3 separate regions of the Mus musculus genome follow, and all the other regions are linked to region 2. Evidence: chromatin contacts called from public Hi-C and promoter capture Hi-C data. All regions are on one chromosome and are shown on one strand. Each heading gives the region's core, a stretch centred on a gene start, on an enhancer-like site or on the middle of the called end of the contact. The rest is flanking DNA. Distances are from core to core; before and after follow the strand shown. Region 1 holds the start of Cox18 (cytochrome c oxidase assembly protein 18). Region 2 holds the start of Dck (deoxycytidine kinase). Region 3 holds the start of Ythdc1 (YTH domain containing 1).

Region 1 (3,480 bases), core at 774-3,273, 1.5 Mb before region 2:
AGGTCAGAGCTAGAAGGTGAACTTGAGTTCTCTGAAGGAGTAACAGGCCATCTCTCCAGCCCCCTTAGATGGTTCTCTTCAAAGAAGTCAAAAGTTAAGAAGAAAAATGAGTTGTATGACACAAGTAAAATTGAAAAAATTGATGGCAAGTACTGAGAAGTGTGTGTGTATTTATACACATTTATATACAGAAACATTTATATATTTTATATATATTTCAGGGAGCTATTGCAAGCGGTGGCCCCTTAATTTTTAGGTGTTCAGAGAAGGATCTTGGGAGAGACCCAGACTTGAATTCTTAACCTCCCTTTGCCTCCCTCAGGCACTAGTGCATGAGGTTTTCTCAAAAGTACACTTCAGCCTGAATTACAGTGAGTCCTTGAATAGCCTGTGCTACAGAGAGAACATATTGTATATCTCAAGGGCCTATGGGGGAGGCATAAAGCTATGCCTGATAACCTCAATCCAATCCTTAGAATTCTCAAGTGGTCTCTGATACCACATGAGTTTCCTCCTCAGGGTTAGTGTTAGATTTACAGACACGTCATATGCACATTATTAAGAAGACAAAAAGTTAAATATGCTCATATATGCAACATCACAAAATAAGTATTAAGAAGTTTAGTTCACATAACAATATATGGGTTTAGTTTTTAAATTTATTTCCATTACTTTGACATGAATGCAGGTGTGCAGTTTTATCAGAAGAGGTTGTCAGTTACCTGTAGCTGTAGAAAAAAATTGTTAAAGATTTTAATAACTGCTTGAAATTTTTGGTTTAGGGTTTGTGAACAATAGATCTACAAATAACAGGCTTATTTATTACACATAATAAATTTACCTACTTTCCCAGTGTTGAGAATTAATTCTAGGTTCTCATGTATGGTAAGTTGGGACTTGGGGGAGTTGTTTTTAAGTAACTTCTCTGGCTTAAGGCCATCTTGGAAGGGCCTACTGGATATTAACAGTTTTATGGAAATACGGTGGTTTCTTAAACTAGCAAGAGATAAGTGAGCTGTTTTTAAAAGGGATTATGCTATGGGAACTAAAGGCAGGTTACCCAAGTTTCAGAAAATACGCTATCTGACAGCTTTGGTAGGTGTTCAATAAAGTAGAGGACAGTGTCCACAGTTTGGCTTTACCAAACATGGGAGAGGTTTCTAAAAACTCAATTCACTTTGGCCTACCCTAGGAGTGGGCACTTCGTTGTTCCATTTATTTTCTGTTGACAGGAACACGAATGTGAAAAACACACAGTTGTTAAAAGCCCTGTGCATTCCATTTAACCGTTGAAGCAAAATTGTGCTGTTGATGGAATTCATTTTGTAAAATGAAAAATAGTATTTTTCCCTGCTCCTTATTATGATGGTGATTCTTCTTCTTATTTATTTATTTCGTTTTTTTCTTTTCTTTTTTTTTTTTTGGTTTTTCGAGACAGGGTTTCTCTTTATAGCCCTGGCTGTCCTGGAACTCACTCAGTAGACCAGGCTGGCCTCGAACTCAGAAATTCGCCTGCCTCTGCCTCCCAAGTGCTGGGATTAAAGGCGTGCGCCACCACTCGGCATTTCTGCATTCTGTTTATAAAGGAATACAGAATGCTAACCGGAACAGATAAAGACATTTAGGTCTTATTATAAAGTAGAGCTGCCTAGGGGGATAAAGGACGCAGACTTAACACTGACCGAGCCAGAAACACTATTCCCAAAGTAGGTGTTTCAGCAGTGCGTAGAGAAAACGGAGATAGATGCTGCGCGCCTTGGGCGGAAACAGCCGAGTCACAAAAAGTACTCAAGCCACAATTTCCTTGAGTGGAAACTGAAACTCAACAGCAAGGCAGTTTGCTCGCCCCGCCTACCCCTGCAGTTCCGGTTCCCGCTCTGAACTCCACCCCAGCAAGGAAAGGAGTTAAGAGAGCCTCAAGCGGCTCATTGCCGCGTGGGAAAGGCGGAGTCTTACGTCATCTCTAGCGCGACACTGGACAGGGCTTTCGGCTGGGAAGGTCAGGCGTGGCCTCGGGTTCGCGCATGCGCGCAACCTCCTGGTGCTAGTGCTCTAGTTGGCCGCCCGCTCCGTGTAACCATGCTGTGCCGGTCGTGTGCCGGGTGGCTCAGGTCGCTGCCCACCCTGCGGCTCCCGGCACCGGGATCACCGCCCGCCTGGAGCAGCGCGCGGCTCCCAGCCCTTCCGGTATGGGCAGCCGCTTCGGTGTCTGCGGCCTCTCCAGGTGGCTGGTATGAGGCCCTGGCAGCGTCGGCGCCGGTGCGCACCGCGGAGGAAGTGCTGCTGGGCGCGCAGGAGGCTACCGGCCTCCCCTGGTGGAGCAACATCATACTCAGCACCGTTGCCCTGCGCGGTGCTGTCACTCTGCCCCTGGCCGCCTATCAGCACTACATCCTGGCTAAGGTGAGGGGCGTCGGTCCCCGTGCTGCCTGCCTGCTAGTGTTAACATGGAGGCTAAAATAATTTAGTTAGCATTGCATGTTAAATGATGGTTGGTGACTCGAGTACCTTCCAGTTCACCCGACCTACCAAGTATTTATTCGAAATACAAGTGCCTCCCAAATGTTCGGTTGAGACCAATATTCAGAAGAAATGGCACGGAGGAACCTGAAACATTAGGGTCATAAACATTTTAAGAGTCTGCAGCATCATTTGTCACTATTGATACTGCTCTTTATTACTAGAAAGGTATCACTAAGTTAGCAGTTTCCAGACATGAATTCTTCCTCTGGGCCTACCACCTACTACCCTGTATCTGATGGATTGAAACTTCGAGTTGGCTTTTTAGGAACTCTGTTCAGTGGAATTGGTATAACGTTACCTCCCCCATGGCTGTGCCTGGGGGTGGGGGTGGGGTAAGTCAAGATTTTAATTTGAGTCACAGAGGATTGCCAGGAAGGGAGCAGCAGCATTGAGCCAGGAAGCATTCACAGTGAGGTGTTAACACTGGAATGCTGTTTTCTCTCTCCTGGGAAATGTAGGGATGGAACAGTAAGAACCAGGATGCAGTTTTCATTTACTCGAAATCCTATGGAGGAGGTGCTGTTAGATATGCTACATACTGGGAATCAGGATTTCAGGTTATGCACAGCCAGAAACAGAAAACATCAGGTACCCATAACCAAGAAGTTGCAGTTGGTTTAACTCAGTATGGTTGCCAAGATCACGCAGATAGATGTACAGGCAAGGAATTTAAATCTGGGGTCAAAGATACTTTAAGCAAACTAATATCTAATAGAGTTTTCTTAAATGTTTTCGATTACAAGTGTGATCAGTAAACAACATTTGTATATGGTCTAGGGAACAGAGACTAGAACTGTGAGTTTGGTTGTCCTGACCAAATGCTGAGTGGGGGAGGAAAGGGATTATGTGGTTTGTAGGTTATATAGTCTATTGTGGAGGCATTACAGAGCAGGGACAGCAGCAGAGTCCTTGGAGGAACACTGCTTACTGGCTTTTTATACAGCTCACGTTCACATG
Region 2 (3,430 bases), core at 43-2,542:
TCGGTTGGTTCCCAGTGGTAGGAAATGTAAAAGAATGGGCAATTCAAGCTCACCTTGCAAAATGACATGCACAGTGTAGCTCCCCCAGTAAGGTTAAGGGCAGAAACTCTAAGAGTCTTTAAGCCAAAACTCAGTGCTTACCTGTACGTGGGAAAGGGAATAAAACATTGCACACTATCAAACTCATTACCTGCTTTCCTCATATGTGTAGCGTAGTGTTAGGGATTGCTACAAACGCCAACCCAAATGGTGACAACAAAGATGTGCTATATACCACTCATTGTAATATTACTTTCTTTTTTTTTTTTTTTTTAAAGTATTACACTGGGCCAGGCGTGGTGGTGTATTCTTTTAATTCCAGCACACAGGAGGCAGAGGCAGGCGAATCGCTAGAGAGTTCAAGGCCAACATTGTGAGTTCCAAGACAGGCAGGTCTCAAAAGTGAGACCGTCTCAAAAAAAAAAAAAAAAACAGAACAAGAAATAAAGTTCTGCAGAAATAAACAGCATGGGTGAGTTTTAAAGGCACTCTAGTATACTAAGCAAGACACAGAAAACAAGACACTCTGGTTTTGTTTAGGACATCATGGGAAAACAAAACTGGCAGGGATTAAAACAGAAGCAGGTCAGGGCTTGTAAGGGGATGGGAAGGGAGAAAGAGCTGACTACAAAGAAGCGCAAAGGGAACTGGGGATGTAAATGATGAAAACGGTCTCAATTTTGCGGTAAAACCGCAAGTCAGTGAAGCCTACCTGAAGAGCACACCTAAAAAGGGGTTCGCATACCTAAGTTACATCTCAAGAAAAAACAGTTCCCAACAAAGGGTGCACACTGGTCCAGAGCGCGCCTCACAAAGCCCCCGCTGGCGCCGGGCCAGACGAGCCACCGCGCCGGCGCGAGCAGGGCAGCAGGGAAGGATCCTGGGGCACCAGCACAGCACCGCACCGGGGACACCTTACCGATGTTCCCCTCGATGGAGATCTTCTTGATGCGGGTCCCCTCGGAGCTGGTCGAGGGAGAAGGGCAGAACCTCTTAGGTGGGGTGGCCATGCCTAGCTCCAGACGGCTCGGGTGCGGAACCTGCAGGGACACGGCGGCACGGGCGGCTCCGGGTTGCAGCGTCAATCTCGCGCCGGCGGGACCCGCACTTTGACTTTGGCGCGCGGAGGCGCAGGCGATTGGGCAGACCGTGGAGAACCCGCCCTGACGGCCCCGACTCCCACCCTATACGCCTCGCCCTCGCGGGATCTGCATGTCTGTGGTTCCTCCGGGCGGGCCGGGCGTCCCAGGAGCGCAGGGTAGGGGGCGGGGCTTGTGAGGAGAACCCTGAGAGAGCCGGGCGACTGACCGTGCGCGACGAGCTGTGAGCCGGAGGGGGCGGGGCCTGCGGGATGAGCAGTGGGAGGGCGGGGGGCGGGCCTTGCGCAATGAGCTCATTCGAGGGCAGGGGCGGAGCTTGAGCGAAGCGCCTAGGGAAGAGTAGGGTCAGGCTTTTCTGGACCAGCCCTTTGGGATCCTGTCAGGCTTCGTGGTTTGAACTTTTCCGGGAAGAAAAGTAAGAACTAGTAATTTCAAACTAAGAGCCTCAGTAGGTGTCTCTCACAGAAAACGTGTAGCTGTCCGTCACTGTCTTAAGAGTTATTTCGTTAACCAGCGATCTAGTACCATCCACCATACAGGATAGTGCCTAGAATGAAAGGAAGGGAGGGAGTGGCTACTGGTTTAAAGTCTGGGACCAGAAGTGAGACTGGAAACTGGCATCATAACACCCAAGGTCTCCACTTTAATTTGCATGCTACACCGTGCTGTTTATAAAGTTACCTAACACTAGGTATGTTTCTCAGCAGCATGGCTATGACTTAACATTGCATGTCCATGGCCTAACATGTAATTAATGTTTAAAGTCATATACACATGTTTATACATAGAGATGTACTCTGCACACACACACACACACACAGCATTCTGCTAGGTTGAGCTAGAGAGAGGTGCTATTTAATCAGGGTATAGACCTGGTAAAAAGATTACCCATCTGGAAGTCAGATTCAAATTATCTACAAAAACAAAGGAACTTATTTTTTTTTTAGCGTGTAACTATCATTTGACCTAAAATATGTCCTAAAAATGGACCTAGCAGCGGAGAAATGACGACTTCTACAAAAAAAGGAGCAGGTATTAAAGTGAGTTGTTGGACTGGCTGGATTTAAGGCCCACTCCATGAGATGTAACACATATCTGACACTGCTCAGGTGGCAATCCAAATACTGTTCTGCTACAATAACTGAACAATAAAATGATACCTAGTGATATCCTATAGGTCAGTATCTCTTGTAGCCAGCATCAGAGATGCTTCTTTCTGCAGAACCAAACCCACAAAGGCATAAAGTGCAGAGAGGGAGACCTTGGCATACTCTGCTTTAAATGGGATGTCTCCACCAAAGCCCTCTCCTCAGGGCTCTGGGAACCTTATGGAAAACGATGGGGAAAGTCTAGGAGTCAGAGGCAATGGAGGACACCAAGGACACAAGGCCTTCTAAACCCACCATGACCAACACACACATGAATTCACAGTGAGGCAGCATGCATGTTCCCTGCATAAAGCTAAGCCAGTTGGGGTCCTAGAGCTGAAAAAGTGGACACATGGCTCTGACCCTAGCCCAGAAGTTATTCCAATTGAAAACTGCTTGTAAATGAAAAAATTAGTTTTCCCTAACATACTCTCACTGGGAATACAAACCACTCTTAAGGAGAGATGCCATGCCCAGCAGCATAGATGGCCAACACAAAACCAACTCAGTGGCAGTTCTAGAGATCCCTGGCTCCAGAACTTAATGTTTTGTCTGGGTATTAGTTTTGTCATTATACATTTTCCCCCTTACTGGTCCTTCTTATTTATCTTACTACTTCCAGTGTCGTTTTTACGGAATTTCTCTGTGTGCTAATGTATGTCTCTGTCTGTCTGTGTTTCTTGTGCCTTTTCTTTGGTTTTCTCCTAGTAGTTTGTTGGCTTCAGCCTACTCTGATTGTTTTTAATTTTCTCTTATTTCATTACTATTTGCAGATGTTGCTTGTATGCTGATGATAGTAAGACTCTGGATATGGGTAGGGCGGAAAGACAGGATCTGGAAGGAGTTGGGGAAGGGAATCCATAATCAGAATATATTATATGAAAAAATATACTTTCAATTAAGACACTGGAGTGATGGCTCAGGGATTAAGAGCACTGACTGCCCTTGTAGAGGACCCAGGATCAATTGCCAGCTTCCATATAACAGCTCACAATCACCTGTAACTCCAGTTCCAAGAGGACCAATGCCACTTCTGACCTCCACAGGCTCCTGCATGCACACAGTGCATATATGTACACTCAGGCACACACATATACACATAAAACTCTGTGTGAGTGTGTGTGCACGTGCGCACACTCCCAC
Region 3 (3,814 bases), core at 625-3,124, 2.0 Mb after region 2:
AGCATTGGTGACGAATGACATCACAACTCAATAATCGAGTTTTTGTGTTTAAAGTGCATCTTCAATATTAAGTCCACTTCTAAAAGCAAATGATCATTACTTCACTGTGCATTGTTGTATATTACTGATTTCTAAATTATCTTCACTTTAATAGAAACTATACTGACAACTGAATTTTAATCGCTTTTGTGTTTGGTTCATCTACCATGGCAGCCACCAAAACTACTAAGTCATAAATCTTATCCTGCCAATCAAAGGTTGAAAGGATCTTCAGGTTTTTTTTTTTTTTTTTACAACTGACTTTATATAATAAGATAGTCCTTTATTCACTATCAGAATTCTTCCTTCACAGTCCTTCAGAATGTCTCGAGGAACAGGTTTAGTTTCAGAATAAAAAATAAACTGCAATGTGTGCATCGAGAATTGCTTCAACTGGGCAGTGATGGCACATGCCTTGCACTCAGGAGGCAGAAGCAGGCAGATCTCTCAAGTTTGAGGCCAGCCTGTCTGCAAATCAAGTTCCAGAACAGGCAGGGCTACATGGAAACCATGTCCCTAAGGGGGGGGGGGGGGGGAGGATGCTTATGACAAAGACAGATCTTTAAACATATTCCCACTCAAGACAGACCAGAAAAGTGGAAAAAAGCTTTAATGACTGTTCAGCCCACTTAACAAATCTCCACCTCAAATTTAATGAGCCACAAGCAGAGATTTGTGAAATGCAGGGCAGCAAGTGTGCACTATTTTCTTCTAAGACTGTCGCGATAGTCCCAGAGCTGAGAACTCTCTCAAGACTGCATCCCATCTAGACGAGTATCTTCTATGGTCTGGATCCTATACTGGCATCTGTGGTCTCTATATAGTATTTCAGAAGAAATGACATTTTATCAACTAAAATGTTTTCTTTTTATCTTTCCAAGTCTCTCTAGCCTCCACCTACGTATTCCTCGCTGAATCTTTTGAGAACTCTGCACTATTCTGGGAGATCCGTTGCTAGGACTTTTGGAAGAAGGGGCATGGGTGTTTGTTTGTTTGTTTGTTTTTTTCCTAATATCTTTCTTTCCAAAGTAAATACTCGAGGAATAAAAGAAGCGATTCTTAGCTTATCCAAAAGATCAGTGAGAAGCTACTTACAGGTATTTCTCATGATTAATAATCCACCTGAATGAATTAAACTAGTCTACTCACTAGTCTAACAATGCTAACTGTGACGTTATTTTCGAAAAAAGTCAACCAAAAAGACGACAGTTCAGAAAAATACGCATTACATCCGCATAATCCGGCCAGGAAACGTGCCCGGGGGCAAGTTCCTCAAAGCAAGCCCTCTCCCAACCGCTCCCGGGAGTGACGAGAGAAGCAAAGCCCTGGTCGAGGTGGGAGCCGCCGCAGAGACGAGGACGCCGGGCCCAGCAGGCCAGGCCTCGCAAGGAGCGGGTCACGATGCGGCCGCCTGCTCTGCGCGAGGCCCTAACCTCCCGCCTCGCCCGCAGGCCGCGGCTCCTAGGTCCCCTCGCCCGGCCGCCCCGAGGCCCCGTCCTCCACACTCACCTTTCTCCTCCCGGCTGTCGGCCGCCATGGCTGCCCTCCGGCTTCCGCCGCCGCCACCGCCGCCGCCGGGACGCGAGTCGCGCGGGCGCCGCAGACGCGGCCGCAGGCGCACGAGTCCGTCCGTCAGTCCGTCCGGCGGGCCGCGCGCTTCGACCTGACCTGCTCCACTCAGCTTCCTACGCGCAACCCTTCCTCCCGTGCTCTGGTTCTCTTCCCGCCTGGCTCTCTGGCCTCGGTCGGCGCGGGCTTCAGCCTTCCTGTTGGGGTTCGGCCACCACAGAGACAAGGGGGAGGAGAGAGACACAGATGGCGACGCCGGGCGGCGCTAAAATGGAGCCTGCTTCCTGCGCGAAACAATCCCGCTCCCGAAATGCCTTGCGCTGTTTACGCTCTGTGCCTCTCGCGGAACGTCACAGTGCGGGGAACCGGGGCGGGGGCGGAGGCGGGGACGGGGACTGGAGCGAGAAGCGGGACGTAAGAGGGCGTGACTTCGGCACGTCGTCCCGCCCCGCGCGCAAACTTGACGTCCAGGGAACCGCCCTCGTTCCAGAGGATAATCGGTATTTAGGCTTCTCTGCTGTGCTTCCTACAGCTCAAGGATGCAGACATCTCACCAGAAACGTTTGGAAGGCCTTGAATGGTTAGTGTGAGACACCATCAGAAAGGGTGTTATGTCTTTCTTTGGTTTTACGAGACAGGGTTTCTCTGTGTGGCCCTGGCTGTCCTGGAACTCACTCTGTAGACCAGGCTGGCCTCGAACTCAGAAATCCGCCTGCCTATGCCTCCCAAGTGCTGAGATTAAAGGCATAAACCACCACTGCCCGGCTATGTCTTTTTTATATATTTAATTTTCTTTTATTTGATTAGTAGTGTCTACTACTTCTTTTTAAATATTGTTCTAGGACCAGGGGTTAAGAATAGCTTTATTGTTGGGTGGTATTTGGGCTCATCTTTAATCCCAGCACTGGAGAGGCAGAGGCAGAGGCAGAGGCAGGAGGATCCCTGTGAGTTCGAGGCCATCCTGGCATACAGATTGAGTTCCAAGACACCCATGGCTACACAGAAACCCTGCTTCAAAAATAAACAAACAAATGTGTTCTCCCTCAAAGGAAGTCTGAGTTTATCTTCTAGTTAAGGCAGCCAAGGTTTGAGTAAACAAATTGAAAGTTGTGCTGACGCCAGGAGTGGTGGTGCACACCTTGAAACCCAGCATTCTGAAAGCAGAGGCAGGGGAATCTCTGAGTTAGAGCCCAGCCTGGTCTATAGAGTGAACAGTACTGGGATAGCCAGGGCTACAGTGAAACCTTAGCTCAAAAGAAAAACAAACAAAAAAAAATGGAAAGGAAGAAAAAAGACAAAAGGGAAAAAGAAAATTGTGAACTTTATTAAAAAAAAAAAAAGCTAGCTAGAAAAGGGTGATGCATACCTTTAATCCTCCCATTAGGGAGGAGGCAAGCAGATATCTGAGTTCAAGAACAGCCTGGTCTACAAAGCAAGATCCAAGACAGCCAGGGCTACACAGAGAAACCTTGACTTGGAAAACAGAGAGAGAGACAGACAGACAGACAGACAGACAGTTGCTATAGTGATAAGACCCCTTTTTATGGAGAAAAGCTAGTACAGAGGCCCTCCTGTGGAGGTGAAGACTGATGGTAAAAGATAAGAGACAATAACAAATAAGCACTAATTGTCTTCGGAAAGCACATACAAAGACTTTATGAAGATCTGAGGGGCATTCCAGTAACCAGGAATGGAGGTGAATGAAGATCTGCGGGGCATTCCAGTAACCAGGAATGGAGGTGAATGAAGATCTGCGGGGCATTCCAGTAACCAGGAATGGAGGTGAATGAAGATCTGCGGGGCATTCCAGTAACCAGGAATGGAGGTGAATGAAGATCTGAGGGGCATTCGAGTAGCCAGGAATGGAGGTGAATGAAGATCTGCGGGGCATTCCAGTAACCAGGAATGGAGGTGAATGAAGATCTGCGGGGCATTCCAGTAACCAGGAATGGAGGTGAATGAGAAGACAAGTACTGAGATGATGTTTGACAAAAGTCACTGCCCACTGGTGGTGGCATCACATGCCTTTAATCCAAGCACTTGGGAAGCTGAAGCGCAGATCTCTTGGATTTTAGGCCTGCGTAGTCTAAAAGCAAGTTCCAGGACAGCCAGGGCTACACAGAAAAACCAAACCAAACAAACAGTAGTACGAGATCTTCAGGGAAAATAACTTGGAGTAAGCCTACTGAAAGGTAGGAAGTGAAAA

The links. Promoter capture Hi-C pulls out the DNA fragments that hold promoters and counts their contacts. Hi-C and Micro-C count contacts between places; a contact is called where the count stands out from the background.
Region 1: a promoter capture Hi-C map of pre-B cells shows a contact between it and region 2. The contact joins the promoter of Cox18 here to the promoter of Dck in region 2. A contact is called at or near these places in 12 of 39 promoter capture datasets (the 3T3-L1 cell line, the C10 cell line, cranial neural crest and 7 more), 3 of 484 Hi-C or Micro-C datasets (CD4 T cells, LSK cells and Th1 cells) and 13 of 115 datasets of contacts at active chromatin or transcription factors (Th17 cells, acute myeloid leukemia, double positive thymocytes and 8 more).
Region 3: a Hi-C map of B cells shows a contact between it and region 2, with 17 read pairs. The contact joins the promoter of Ythdc1 here to the promoter of Dck in region 2. A contact is called at or near these places in 10 of 39 promoter capture datasets (the 3T3-L1 cell line, the C10 cell line, cranial neural crest and 6 more), 9 of 484 Hi-C or Micro-C datasets (B cells, CD4 T cells, CD8 T cells and 5 more), 9 of 115 datasets of contacts at active chromatin or transcription factors (acute myeloid leukemia, astrocytes, double positive thymocytes and 6 more) and 2 of 9 other capture datasets (adipose tissue and liver).

What each region holds. Positions count from the first base shown.
Region 1 is chr5:90,222,539-90,226,018 of GRCm38.p6, reverse strand. Cox18 (cytochrome c oxidase assembly protein 18) reads left to right here and starts at 2,023. Exons shown (of 6, transcript NM_001033310.3): 1 at 2,023-2,403. The coding sequence starts at 2,080.
Region 2 is chr5:88,762,875-88,766,304 of GRCm38.p6, reverse strand. It overlaps Dck (deoxycytidine kinase), which reads right to left and starts at 1,292. Exons shown (of 7, transcript NM_007832.4): 1 at 959-1,292. The coding sequence starts at 1,049.
Region 3 is chr5:86,802,326-86,806,139 of GRCm38.p6, reverse strand. Ythdc1 (YTH domain containing 1) reads right to left here and starts at 1,874. Exons shown (of 17, transcript NM_001347375.1): 1 at 1,549-1,874. The coding sequence starts at 1,576.